Linked DNA regions of Ovis aries: region 2 is linked to region 1. The links are chromatin contacts, called in public Hi-C maps. All regions are on one chromosome and are shown on one strand. The core of a region is the stretch at or near the end of the contact, and the rest is flanking DNA. Distances in the headings are between cores, read along the strand shown. Region 1 holds the start of FZD1 (frizzled class receptor 1). Region 2 holds the start of MTERF1 (mitochondrial transcription termination factor 1).

Evidence for each region. A called contact is a pair of places that touch in the nucleus more often than the background predicts.
Region 2: a Hi-C map of tail adipose tissue shows a contact between it and region 1, with 3 times the contacts expected there. The contact joins the promoter of MTERF1 here to the promoter of FZD1 in region 1. A contact is called at or near these places in 2 of 16 Hi-C or Micro-C datasets (hypothalamus and tail adipose tissue).

What each region holds. Positions count from the first base shown.
Region 1 is chr4:9,437,704-9,444,639 of ARS-UI_Ramb_v3.0, reverse strand. FZD1 (frizzled class receptor 1) reads right to left here and starts at 2,457. Exons shown (of 1, transcript XM_027968435.3): 1 at 1-2,457. The coding sequence starts at 1,994. The coding sequence ends at 54. It overlaps LOC132659659 (a long non-coding RNA gene), which reads left to right and starts at 4,689. Exons shown (of 2, transcript XR_009600319.1): 1 at 4,689-4,913.
Region 2 is chr4:9,985,848-9,992,783 of ARS-UI_Ramb_v3.0, reverse strand. It overlaps MTERF1 (mitochondrial transcription termination factor 1), which reads left to right and starts at 2,842. Exons shown (of 2, transcript XM_042249125.2): 1 at 2,842-2,909.

The sequences.
Region 1 (6,936 bases), core at 1,208-3,707:
GCCAGGGAGGCTGGGACCAGGCCGAGGGCTGGCGACCGGCTGAGTCCCGAGCCTCAGACGGTGGTCTCCCCCTGTTTGCTGTTGGTAAGCCGAGTGTAGAACTTCCTCCAGGAGTTGAGGGTCTTGCCGGACCAGATCCAGAAGCCTGACGTGATGCCCACGATGAGGGTCATAAGGTACTTGATCATGAAGACTGTGAAGTCGGGGCTCATGGGCGGGTGCGGCGGGGCGCCCCCCGCCTGCAGGTGGGGGCAGGGGATGGCATAGCTCTTGCAGCTCTGGGCCACCCAGCTGCGCTCCCACTGGTCCCGGAAGGCCTGCTCGTAGAAGTAGCAGGCGATGACGATGGTGGCCGGCACGGTGTAAAGCACGCTGAAGACGCCGATGCGCACCATCAGTTTCTCCAGCTTCTCGGTCTTGGTGCCGTCGTGCTTCATGATGGTGCGGATGCGGAAGAGCGACACGAAGCCGGCCAGGAGGAAGGACGTGCCGATGAACAGGTACGCGAAGAGCGGCGCCAGCACGAAGCCGCGCAGAGCGTCCACGCTGTTGAGCCCCACGAAGCACACCCCGCTCAGCACGTCGCCGTCCACCTGGCCCAGCGCCAGGATGGTGATGGTCTTGATGGCTGGCACGGCCCAGGCGGCCAGGTGGAAATACTGCGAGTTCGCCTCGATAGCTTCGTGGCCCCACTTCATGCCGGCCGCCAGGAACCAGGTGAGCGACAGGATCACCCACCAGATGGAGCTGGCCATGCTGAAGAAGTAGAGCATCATGAAGAGAATGGTGCAGCCCTCCTTCTTGGTGCCCTGCGCCACGGTGCGCGCCCCGTCCTCCGCGAACTTGTCGTTACACACCACCCGGTCCTCCAGCAGGAAGCCGGCGATGTAGGCCACGGCCACCGCCGTGTAGCAGCCCGACAGGAAGATGATGGGCCGCTCGGGGTAGCTGAAGCGCCGCATGTCCACCAGGTAGGTGAGCACGGTGAAGAGCGTGGAGGCGCAGCACAGCACAGACCAGATGCCGATCCAGGTGCGTGAGAAGCGCAGCTCCTCTGGCCCGAAGTACATGAGCCCGTACACCTTGGTCGGCTCGCAGGGGGCGCCGCAGTCCTTCTCCCCCAGGAAGTGGTAGTTGAGGTAGGAGGGCACCTTGAGGGCGCGCGGGCACGAGAACTTGCCCCGCGCCGCAGCGCCGGCGCCCCCCGCGAAGCCGCCGCCCCGGTGCCCTCCGCCGCCGTGCTGCGGGTTGCTAGTCCAGAACTCCGGCAGCAGCGAGGGCGTCGGGGTGCCCTTGTCCGACGTGTTCTGGCCCACGCACAGCTCGCCGGCGCCGTGCACCGGGAACTTCTCACACTTGAGCGTGTCGGGCCACTGGAAGCCGAACTTGTTCATGAGCGCCTCGCAGCCCTGGCGCGCGCGCTCGCACAGCGAGCGGCAGGGCGGCAGAGCCTGCTCCAGCACGGTGCACACGGGCGCGTACATGGAGCACAGGAAAAACTTGAGCTCGGCGGAGCACTGCACCTTCACCAGCGGGTAGAACTGGTGCACCTCGAGGCCCGCATCCTCCTGGTTCGTGTGGCCCAGCAGGTTGGGCATGATGGTCTGATTGTACGCGATGTCGGTGCACAGCGGGATGGAAATGGGCTGGCAGTAACCGTGGTCCGGTATAGAGATGCCCCGCTCGCCGTTGTACTGCTGCCCGCTCTGCTGCTGCTGAGGCGGCGGGGGCTGCTGCCCCGGCCCGGGCCCCTGGCCGGCCGCCTGCGCCCGGACCCCCAGCAGCAGCGGAGCCTCCAGCAGCCAAAGCAGTAGTAGCAGCCGGCGTGCCAAGCGCCGGGAGTCAGCCGGGGTGCGGCGGCGGCTGCCCGCGTCCCCGCTCCCCTCCGCCGCCGGCACAGTGCGGAGCGCCCCGGCACAAAGTTCCCAGCTCGCGCCGCCGCCGCCGCCGCCTCCCCCGGCGGCTCGGGACTTCTTAGGCGCCTCCTCAGCCATACTTTCTCGGCGCCGCTCGGCTGAGGCTGGCTGTCTCGCGGCGGGAGGATGCTCCCCCTGCGGCCGGGGCGATCTCCTCCCCGCCGGTGCCCTCCGTCGAGCCCGAGCCGTGCTCGGCCCGCTCCCCCGGCTCCCGCTCCGCGTCCCGCAGCCGCCGCCGCCGCGGAAACTTGCGATTCATGAAGCGCGGGCTGCGGGGAGAGCCCGGGTGGCTCGGGCGCGCCGAGGGTCGCGTCCCGCCTTCCTGGCCCTCTGCTGGCTGGCTCCTGGCAAGCGGCGCCGCGCTAGTGGCGGCGGCCGGGTAGAGCGCGCAACTCTCGGCAACCCAGCAGTCTCGGCTCCCCCCCGAGCCTCCGCCTCCTCCTCCGCCGCCGCCGCCTGACCATTTGTGTCAATCCCTCAACTCGCTCGCTCTCCTCTCCCTCGCGCGCCCTCCGACCGGTTTCCAGGCGCCCCGCAGTCTGTCTTTCACCAGAAGGGAGGAGCCTTGAAACCGACGCGGAACTGGAGGCTCAGGGATCGTCGCCCAATCGCTGCACTGGCTTCCCGGCGCAAAGGGCGCCCGCCGCCTGCTTCCCAGAGCGAAAGTCGGCGGCGGGCGGGAGAAGGAGGCGGCGGGAGGGGGAGCGGTGGCCGAGGCACCGCTCGGGCACAAAGAGTGGGTTTGCTATGAAGCGGGACAGGCTTGGTTGCTTTTGCTTTTGCGGAAGAAAGGGCGCGGACAAGTAGGAGAATGGTCCCATATGCTGCTGGAGATCATGAATAGGAGTCGGCCGATCGCGCGATTTAGCTTTTCTTTTATCCATTTTCGTGTTTAAAAATCCTGCTCTGAACGCTGGTTACAAACAGCAGACCGAGCACCTCGATCCGAACAGATTCCTGTGACTTAAGGAACGCACGGCTTCCTTCGAGTTTGTATCTGTATATTTATTTAAAATATTACTCTCAAATCCTAGAGCTCTCAGGCTGGGCTTGGCGGGCTTCGGGCGCGCCATTTCCCCCGAGAAGTTCGCCGGGTCGCAGTCAGATGAAGAAAAACCACCACAACCAAACACAAACTTCGATAGCATTTAAAAAGTAAAGCCAGACCTACAGTCCGCTGTTACTGTCTTTTCTGTAGTCAAACTCCTTTTTCTCCTTTTTATCAATCCAGAAACAGAAGCAAAGGGAAACTACCCATTAAATATTACGAGAGAAAAACTTCAGAGCCCTACTAGTCTCTGAAGGAGGAGAGAGTCCTGGATGCCTGAGACTCCAGAGGGGGTTCAGGGCAGAGCTGGGCTTGGGGGCAGCCTGGACCCTGGGGAGCTTCAGGGAGGCTTCCAAAGGCCGGTACGCCCACGGCTCCGGGGGAAGTGTGCAAGGGTCAGACCTGGGCCAGTTGGGTTGGGCTGCAGAGTGATCTGCCACTCAGATGCAGAACAGCGGGATGCCAGTTCAAAACAACAAAACAATTCAGCCCACTTACATCCTCGTTGTTGTTTTCCTGTAAGATATTTTCAAGTAATGGTCTAACCAGTGATTCGTTTTATCAATAAAATGCCACCGTATTATTAATTCTACCTAGGATTTGTGGGCCTATGATTAGACTGTCTCTTGGGATCCTCTTCTACAGTTATTTTCTGTCTTTTGTTTATCCATTCATTTTTTAAAATAAATACTTACCAAGCTCCTATTGTCCTAGAAGCACTGTTAGGTAGTAGAATACACAGATAGACAAGACCTGGCCTAGCCTTACAGGTAGGAGAGTGTAGCAGGGCACAGAGATGATCAGTTCCCTTAATGCACATCCCTAAGCTGAAGGAGGGGCTTTCCTGGTGACTCAGATGGTAAAGAATCCGCCTGCTTTGCAGGAGACAGGTTCCATCCCTGGATGGGGAAGATCCACTAGAGGAGGGCATGGCAACCCACTCCAGTATTCTTGCCTGGAGAATTCCATGAACAGAGGGGCCTGGGGGGGCTACAGTCCATGGGGTCGCAAAGAGTCAGGCACGACTGAGCAACTAAACACACACAAGCTCAAAGAACACACGAGAGCAGCCAGCCAGTGGAAAAGATGGGGAGGGATCTGATGGTGAGATGGATGGAAGATGCGAGAGACAGGAGCTCCAAAGTGCTTAAATTGCCAAAGGAGGAGACGGGGTGGGTGTGGCTGAGATATTATGGCAGGAGAAAATGTTAGCCCAGAGTCAAAGTTATGGTTTTTCCAGTGGTCATGTATGGATGTGAGAGTTGGACTATAAAGAAAGCTGAGCACTAAAGAATTGATGCTTTTGAACTGTGGTGTTGGAGAAGACTCTTGAGAGTCCCTTGGACTGCAAGGAGATCCAACCAGTCCACCCTAAAGGAAATCAGTCCTGAATATTCATTGGAAGGACTGATGATGAGGCTGAAACTCCAAGGCTTTGGTCACCTGATACAAAGAACTGCCTCATTGGAAAAGACCCTGATGCTGGGAAAGATTGAAGGTGGGAGGAGAAGGGGATGACAGAGGATGAGATGGTTGGATGGCATCACTGACTCAATGGGCATGAGTCTGAGTGAACTCCAGGAGCTGGTGATGGACAGGGAGGCCTGGCGTGCTGCAGTCCAAGGGGTGACAGAGAGTCAGACACGACTGAGCGGCTGAACTGAACTGAACTGAAAACATTTGGGCTAAATTTTACAGACAGTAGGGAGCTGTGGAGGCTGACTTTTCCCCACATGAGCGGGGAGTGGCTTCAGGGGTGGCTGAACAATATTGTTATAATTCATATCAGTTTGATATGTTAAGTTCAACGAAAATATAGCTTTTTCTTTTCTTTTTTAAACAGCAGTGCTCCTCAAAGTGTGATCTCTGAACTAGCAGCAGCCCTTGGGAACTTGTTAAAAATTCGAATTCTCTTGCCCCACCTAGGCCTTCCTGAGTCTGATATCCAGGTGAGTCTGATGCTAGACAATAATTGTTGTGTTCTTTTCTATACTGAACACTTTATTAAACATTTGATGTCAACTCCATTTTAAAATTGTCATAGTAGTTGATACTAAATGGTAATTTATATTTGGCCTGATCATTTGCTGTCTAATCAACTTGGTCACCAGATCTACGCAGTTGAATTGATCATCTAATTCCTGAGAATGGATCAGACCACCAACCTGCCAAGAGTTGAGATGACTGAACACAAAGCCTTCATTCATAAATCATTTATTAATAAATCGTAAAGCAGGAGACTCAACTGGAAGTAAAATTCTTCATTCTCATATAATGCATAGGATGGATCTTAAAAGATAATTCCATCTGGATAACATTCCCACTGAAAACAAGCTCAATTCATCAATATTCACAAATACTCTTAAGAGCCCCAGAGTTTTTCCGAGGTTTGCAGTGATTCAACCAGTGGCTTCAGGATGACTGGGGAAGAGGGAACCTGGGGCAGTGTCATTGGGGAAGCTTAAACATTAGTCTAGACAGTACTTCCCTGGTTGTCCAGTGGTAAAGAATCTGCCTTGCAACTCTAGTTTGATCCCTGGTCGGGGATTAGATCCCACATGAGGCAGAGCAGCTAAGCCCCCTTGCCAAAACTCAAGTCCATTCGCCTCACAGGAAGATCCTGGATAATGCAACTAAGATCCGACATAGCCAGATAATAAATTAAAAAACGAATATTTAAAGAAACAAAAAACCTATAGTCTAGATATAAAGAGTGGCTCAGTGGTGAAGAAGCAGCCTGCCAATGCAGGAGACACAAGAGCCGCAGGTTCAGGCCCTGGGTTGGGAAGATCCCATGGAGTAAGAAATGGCAACTCACTCCAGTATTCTTGCCTGGGAAATACCATGGACAGGGAAGGGGCAGGCTACAATCCATGGGGTCACAGAGTCAGACATGACTTGGCAACTAAACAGCAAAAGGGCACTACTTAAGGTGAGCGTCACTTGTACTGCACACTGACAGGGCACTGTGAATCTCATCATCACGTATGTTGGTGTCTCTAAAGAGTGTGCTGTTCTATCTTCGCCGGTTGAAACAAACTGACGTGTATTTGTCTCAGATACATATGTTATTATTTTTCAACTATTCATGGATACAGTAAATTCTTAAAGCTCACATTTGTCTTAAACCATTTCTGGATTTCTAGTATTTTTAAAAGAAAATGCAACCGGTATCATAATGTGCTGTACAACAAGTATCATAGGTGACTGAGAGAGTGTGTGTCTGTGTGTGTGTTGGCAATAATTCATGAAAAATGATATTGAACAGGAGGGTGGGAAGCTCAGGTGCTCTCTGAGGTCCTTTGAACACTGATGGTTCATAGCCATTCATTCTCCCCCAGCATCCCGTTCCACAAGTCTCCCAGGGACCCTTTTCTCCAGCTTCCCGCCCTGATGCTCTTTCTTCTGCTGATAGCATCCCATGCTTAGAAACTTTATCAAGCCGTGTTTCTTCTGCCACTCTGCTCGTGTAAAGATGTCTCTGTCTTCTGTTCTATTCTCTCGAGGTCATTCGTGGTGCCAGGCTTGGGAAACATGAATTCATTCTACTGTGTTACTTACCAAGAAGCATCACATGCATTGAACGTGCACCATCACTCCAAGCTCTGCCTCTTCTCCCCAAGGAGGTGGGGAGGCACAGGGAGTTTGGCAGAAGGCAGTTCTGTCCCCCACAGTCGGTCACACTGTACTGCTTCAAAAGTTGTTCTTTTGACTTTCTTGTACTTTTTTTTTTTTAAATTGGAGGAAAATTGCTTTAAGATGTTTTGTTGGTTTCTGCCGTACAGCAATGTGAATCAGCTATAAGTATACACATATCCCTGCTCTCTTGAGCCTCCCTCCCCCCGGCCCATCCTGTCCCTCCAGGTCATCACAGAGTGCCAGACTGGGCTCCGTGTGCTACACAGCAGCTTCTCACCTGTTCTCTGCTTTGCACGTGGGAGTGCATCTATGTTGATGCTCCTTCCTCCATTC
Region 2 (6,936 bases), core at 1,593-4,092, 550 kb before region 1:
AGACCATTCAGGTATGACCTCAATCAAATCCCTTATGATTATACAGTGGAAGTGAGAAATAGATTTAAGGGCCTAGATTTGATAGATAAGAGGGCCCGATGAACTATGGAATGAGGTTCGTGACATAGTACAGGAGACAGGGATCAAGACCATCCCCATGGAAGAAAAATGCAAAAAAGCAAAATGGCTGTCTGGGGAAGCCTTACAAATAGCTGTGAAAAGAGAGAAGTGAAAAGCCAAGGAGGAAAGGAAAGATATAAGCATCTGAATGCAGAGTTCCAAAGAATAACAAGAAGAGATAAGAAAGCCTTCTTCAGCGATCAATGCAAAGAAATAGAGGAAAACAACAGAATGGGAAAGACTAGAAATCTCTTCAAGAAAATTAGAGATACCAAGGGAACATTTCATGCAAAGATGGGCTCGATAAAGGACAGAAATGGTATGGACCTAACAGAAGCAGAAGATATTAAGAAGAGGTGGCAAGAATACACAGAAGAACTGTACAAAAAGTATCTTCACGACCCGGATAATCACAATGGTGTGATCACTAATCTAGGGCCAGACATCCTGGAATGTGAACTCAAGTGGGCCTTAGAAAGCATCAGTACGAACAAAGCTAGTGGAGGTGATGGAATTCCAGTTGAGCTATTTCAAATCCTGAAAGATGATGCTGTGAAAGTGCTGCACTCAGTGTGCCAGCAAATTTGGAAAACTCAGCAGGGCCACAGGACTGGAAAAGGTCCGCTTTCATTCCAATCCCAAAGAAAGGCAATGCCAAAGAATGTTCAAACTACTGCACAATTGCACTCATCTCACACGCTAGTAAAGTAATGCTCAAAATTCTCCAAGCCAGGCTTCAGCAATATGTGAACCATGAACTCCCTGATATTCAAGGTGGTTTTAGAAAAGGCAGAAGAACCAGAGGTCAAATTGCCAACATCCACTGGATCATGGAAAAAGCAAGAGAGTTCCAGAAAAACATCTATTTCTGCTTTATTGACTATGCCAAAGCCTTTGACTGTGTGGATCACAATAAACTGTGGAAAATTCTGAAAGAGATGGGAATACCAGACCACCTAACCTGCCTCTTGAGAAATCTCTATGCAGGCCAGGAAGCAACAGTTAGAACTGGACATGGAACAACAGACTTGTTCCAAATAGCAAAAGAAGTACGTTGAGGCTGTATATTGTCACCCTGCTTATTTAATTTATATGCAGAGTACATCATGAGAAATGCTCGGCTGGATGAAGCACAAGCTGGAATCAAGATTGCCGGGAGAAATACCAATAATCTCAAATATGCAGAAAGTGAAAAAGAACTAAAAACCCTCTTGATGAAAGTAAAAGAGGAGAGTGAAAAAGTTAGCTTAAAGCTCAACATTCAGAACACGAAGATCATGGCATCCAGTCCCATCACTCCATGGGAAAACTGATGGAGAAACAGTGGAAACAGTGTCAGACTTTATTTTTGTGGGCTCCAAAATCACTGCAGATGGTGATTGCAGCCATGAAATTAAAAGACGCTTACTCCTGGGAAAAAAAGTTATGACCAACCTAGATAGCATATTCAAAAGCAGAGACATTACTTTGCCGACTAAGGTCCATCTAGTCAAGGCTATGGTTTTTCCTGTGGTCATGTATGGATGTGAAAGTTGGACTGTGAAGAAGGCTGAGTGCTGAAGAATTGATGCTTTTGAACTGTGGTGTTGGAGAAGACTCTTGAGAGTCCCTTGGACTGCAAGGAGATCCAACCAGTCCATTCTGAAGGAGATCAGCCCTGGGATTTCTTTGGAAGGAATGATGCTGAAGCTGAAACTCCAGTACTTTGGCCACCTCATGAGAAGAGTTGACTCATTGGAAAAGACTTTGATGCTGGGAGGGACTGGGGGCAGGAAGAGAAGGGGACGACAGAGGATGAGATGGCTGGATGGCATCACTGACTTGATAGACACGAGTCTGAGTGAACTCTGGGAGTTGGTGATGGACAGGGAGGCCTGGCGTGCTGCGATTCATGGGGTCTCAAAGAGTTGGACACGACTGAGCGGCTGAACTGAACTGAAACTGAACTGTATGGATGTGACAGTTGGACTATAAAAAAAGCTGAGCACCGAAGAACTGATGCTTTCTAACTGGGCTGTTGGAGAAGACATTAGAGAGTCCTTTGGATTGCAAGGAGATCCAACCAGCCCTTCCTAAAGGAAATCAGCCCTAAATATTCATTGGAAGGACTGATGTTGAAGCTGAAACTACAACACTTTGGCCACCTGATGGGAAGAGCTGACTCATCTGAAAAGACCCTGATGCTGGGAAAGATTGAAGACAGGAGGAGAAGGGGACGGCAGAGGATGAGATGGTTGGATGGCATCACCGACTCAATGGACGTGATTTTGAATAAACTCTGGGAGTCGGTGATGGACAGGGAGGCCTGGCGTGCTGCAGTCCATGTTGTCTCAGTGTCGGACACGACTGAGCGATGGAACAGAACTGAACTGAAAGCTGAAGTGTTCGTCTACATCATGTTAATCACATAAATAAGCGTAATCAACCTATCACGCTGCAAAATTCATGTATATAACCGTGATTTTCACATTGCATTTTCACATTTACTAGGAGCAAGTCAGAGCCTCTGGCTGGGTGGCTGGAAGGCTCCGAGTCCCGTTCCGCCCCCTGAAATACTCCCAGAAGGCGCTCACTACGGTCTCCTGCTGCCCCCTGCCGGGACCCAGCGTCAGGCTATGAAAGGCTTCGCGCAGCTGCGGGGGAGAGGCGGTTCCAGACCCGTGACGTCATCTCTGTGCGCGGCCCGTCGCCGGAAATACTTCTTTCCACTTCCGTCCCTCTGTTTCTCGCGATACTGCAGAGGTGACAGGAAAGGGTTTTTCCCGTGCCCTGTTTTATTCCAGGTTGAGGTTGGTGACTCGCTCCTGCTGTACTTTTTCTTTTTAGAAGCGGGTCTGGGTGGCTGTGATGTGTTACTGAGTCCCATTCCCGCGCAGCCCCTGGCTCACTTTCCTCGTTGGAGGACGAGGGACGAAAGGACCCGCGAAATGGACCCCGTAGAAATAACCCGTAGAGTTTTTGAGTTACAGACTCGCGTCGGTTCGAACCTTGCTTCCACCAGCTAAGTCAAGCTAGTAAGGGAGCTCGGCGCTTTTTCTCATTTTGTAATTTTAGGAATAATGCCTACCTTTTAAGTAAGATAATGTGTGTGAAGCACTTAGTTCTGGGTTTTGCAAATTATGCTCGTGATTCTGCTGCCTTTTCCCTTCATTCTCGAGCTTGTACTTAACATTTTCTTCTCATTATCTCTGAGAGATACTTAGTATGCTGAAGATAATGCATTTTACGAAAACATTATGCACTGTTAAATGAGATTGATCTTTTTTTTTTTTTTCCCCCTGTATTACGGAGTCCTGACAGCATTTTGTCCTCCTTCCTCTATTTTTTCCGTTTCTAGGGACGACTGTTTTCCCGCTTTTTTGGAGGAACGCAAAGTCCTCTTGCCTTAAGACAGATGAGGTGAGAAATGCATTTCTGTAAAGATCTTCAAACTTAGCTCGTTTTGTCAAAAGACTAACTGTAACGCAGTACCCTGTAACCAGAGATTACCCATTTCCATCAAAAGTCCCCTTGTCCGGCGCATTGTGGAGCAGAGGGGCACATAAACCCACTTTTATCCCTTAGACCTAACAAGTACAGAGGTTTTCCATGTACCATGTGTTTGTTAACTTTGGCTTTTAACGCTTGCAATAATGGCTTTGGTAATTAAAAACGTCAATTTGAGAGACGGAAATAACTTGAAATATTATTTTTGAAATTTATAGTTAGTTGATACTACTTGCATTAGGCTGCTTAAAGATTTATTCACCATACTAGGTGTAATAGGACTATTTTGAAGGGAGATTGGGTGCTAAAAGACTAAAATAACATTGATATTTATCAGGTTTACCTTTTTTTGTGTTGAAACCTGAAAAATAACTTACCCTGTTTTTATCCCTTCCCTGTGTATGTATGTCCCTCTCCCCTTTTCATGTAAGTAATATTAGACTAGCCATACTCTTAAGCAATTTGCCAGTTAGAATGCCTAGGACATATTTTTATTGTGTTAGATCTGCCTCCTTTTAAAGAGTAGGCTGTGTAATGTTATATTGATGTGTGTTAGTCACTCAGTCTTGTGGGATTTTTTGTGAGTTCATGTGCTGTAGCCCACCCAGGCTCCTGTGTCCATGGAATTCTACAGGCAAGAATACTGGAGTGGATAGCCATTCCCTTCTCCAGGGGATCTTCCCCACTCAGTGATTGAACCCAGGTCTCCTGCATTGCAGGCAGGTCTTTTACTGTCTGAGCCACCAGGGAAGCCTCATTATATTGATGTACCACTATTTATTAATCATTCTACTCTTGGTGGCCATTTGGGTTCCTTCATTTTTTACTCCCATAAACTATTATAATGCTCATCTTTTTTTTTTTTTTTTTTCCCTCCCTGTGAAGTAACAAATGTGTATTCTTGTCTTTCATTTCCTTTGGATGATCTTCAAGAAGTAAAAATGCTGGTTGAAAGATACAATAGATGGTACCAAGTTCCCTTCCAAGAGTGATATTTAGAATTCTTATTTATTCCTATGTTTACCAGTTGTTGATGTTAGTTACCATCGTTTTTAGGTTTAGCTGATCCTGCTCATACTATTGATATGGGGGGGTCCAATTTTTTCATTTATAATATTGTAATCAAAACCAAATTTTTGTGGCCAGTTCAGTTTTTTTCTATTTAAATAGAATACTTAGTTTTAGGCTCCTTAGTAATGAATTACTATAAAACAAATGATTCACTTCACCTTGAAGTATTTGTTAAGTTAAAGAATTGTGGGAAAATACTGTTTGAATAGAATCTTGTACTGTGGATAGGTTTAGGAGGATGGGCCTTTCTGAAAGACAGAGTGGGTTTAAAAAGGCAGGAAGACAAGAATGGTCAAGGATGTCTAGGACCAGAGACTTAATAGGCAATGGTGTTTCATTGTGAGATTGCAGAATAGAAGAGATAGCTAGAAAGGTCAGTCTGAAGATTTTACCTTCCAGGGGAGAACTACAGAGGTGTCTTAATCAGGGAGTGAGGGACGTGACCACATCTTTGTTTCATAAGTGTTCTGTGCCGGGGGGGGAGGGGGGGGACTTTTGAGTGACTGATGTTAGAGAAACGAGTTAAGCGACTGATAGTCTGAGTGAGAGAATTTGCGAAGAGTGGAGAGATTGGATTTCAGAGATACTGAAGAAGCAGGGTCTACATGAATGAATGACTGTGGGTTAGAGGACGAGAAAAAAAAAGCAAAGCTTGCTTTCACATTTTTTATTTTGAGTAATTATTGGGAGAGTAATGGTGATTTCAATAATTAGAGGAGGGCTCATTTGTTTGTGGCTGGGAAAGATGCTCAGGTTGGTTCTGGACTTGTTTATAATTATACACAAAGACAAGTCCACCTATAACAGATCCAGAAGTCTTAATTTCTTACTCTTTTGTGAAGATATTTGGCATATATTTTTACTTGCAATTTGTCATCAATAGAATTTATTTCGAACTTAACTGTGACTCATTCAGCTCTGTTTCTCGAGAGTAGAGTGTGGTCTAAAGCAGTAGTCTTAGACATTTTTGATCATATACGATCTTAATTTTAAAAAGGTCTATAAATATACCTCCAATATATGTATATTTACTGACTAGTTATATACATGTCTTATGGTACTATTATTAATATATTGTATAATTATGAAACCTGTAAAGTAGAAATTTTAAAAGGCCAAGACAAATATAAATTGGAGCTTTACTATTTTCTTCCTGCATCCCACTGGATCATCTCATACCCACTCTTTGGAAAGCCCTGGTTTTATCTAGAGCTGTCAGAGTTCGGTCCCTTTATCCAGTAGAGGTCACCCTGAGCATCTGGAACAGAACAGGTTTTTGAGCTGGGCAAGGTAAAGCCTCATTCTTTAATTAGGAGGGTCTTATTTTTAAGTTTCTGTCTTCATGTATTTTTGGAAGATTATGTAGTAATGGAGTATATGTTATTATGAAGACATGAAGAATAATGAACTCAGGGTGTAGGGCAATCTAAGACACGGTTTGCTGTTTCCTGTTTACTTTGTGAGTGACCTGCATTTTGTTCGAACGTTACCTGAATCTGTAGTTTTGGAATCTTTTCCTAATTCTTTGAGGGTTAATGGATTATCTGAGTTTTAAGAATGTTCCCCGCCAGTAGGCATAATCCAAGTTCTTGTTAAATTGGAGTGTTTAAAAGGACAGGCACAGAGGAGCTTTTCTTATATGGATCTTGAAAGCAGCAGCTCAAGCCCAGAGATAGTAGCAATGAGTTGGAGCCATCTATCTCTATTCTTTGTTTTATGCTTAGTTAGCAGAGAGGAAGAAGAAAAACCCTCTTTTACGTAAGAAGAGCCCATTGTAAGTAATTAGAAATTAAGAACAGTTTGTCACAGCTATATAGTCTAAAAAGGAGAAAGTACTGGTAAAGTATTATGTACAACACTTTACAAAAAAGTGTTATGACCATAACCAATTTAGGAGCATAAATTATCTGACAATTTGGATAGCAAGACAGAAACTTTTCTGTTAAAGTATTTCCTATAAACAGAGAGATTTGTTTCAGTAGGGACCTATGATTATTGTCGTGTATAAGTTCATACATTTTATGCCCCATTTCTAAGTGCTCAGGAAAATGAGTTGTCAAGGTTTTAATCTTTTGATCAAAGTTATGTGTATTGTGAAACAGATGCAGAGAGCCCTGAGTTAGTCTTTTGTAAAATGGTGGTAAGAAGGAGAATGGCAAAAGTAAGTTTTTAAGTGTGTACATCTCATTTTTCTGTATAATTCCACATGTACTGGACACTCTGTATGAAATATCCAAACTGGGTCATAATGAAGTGAAA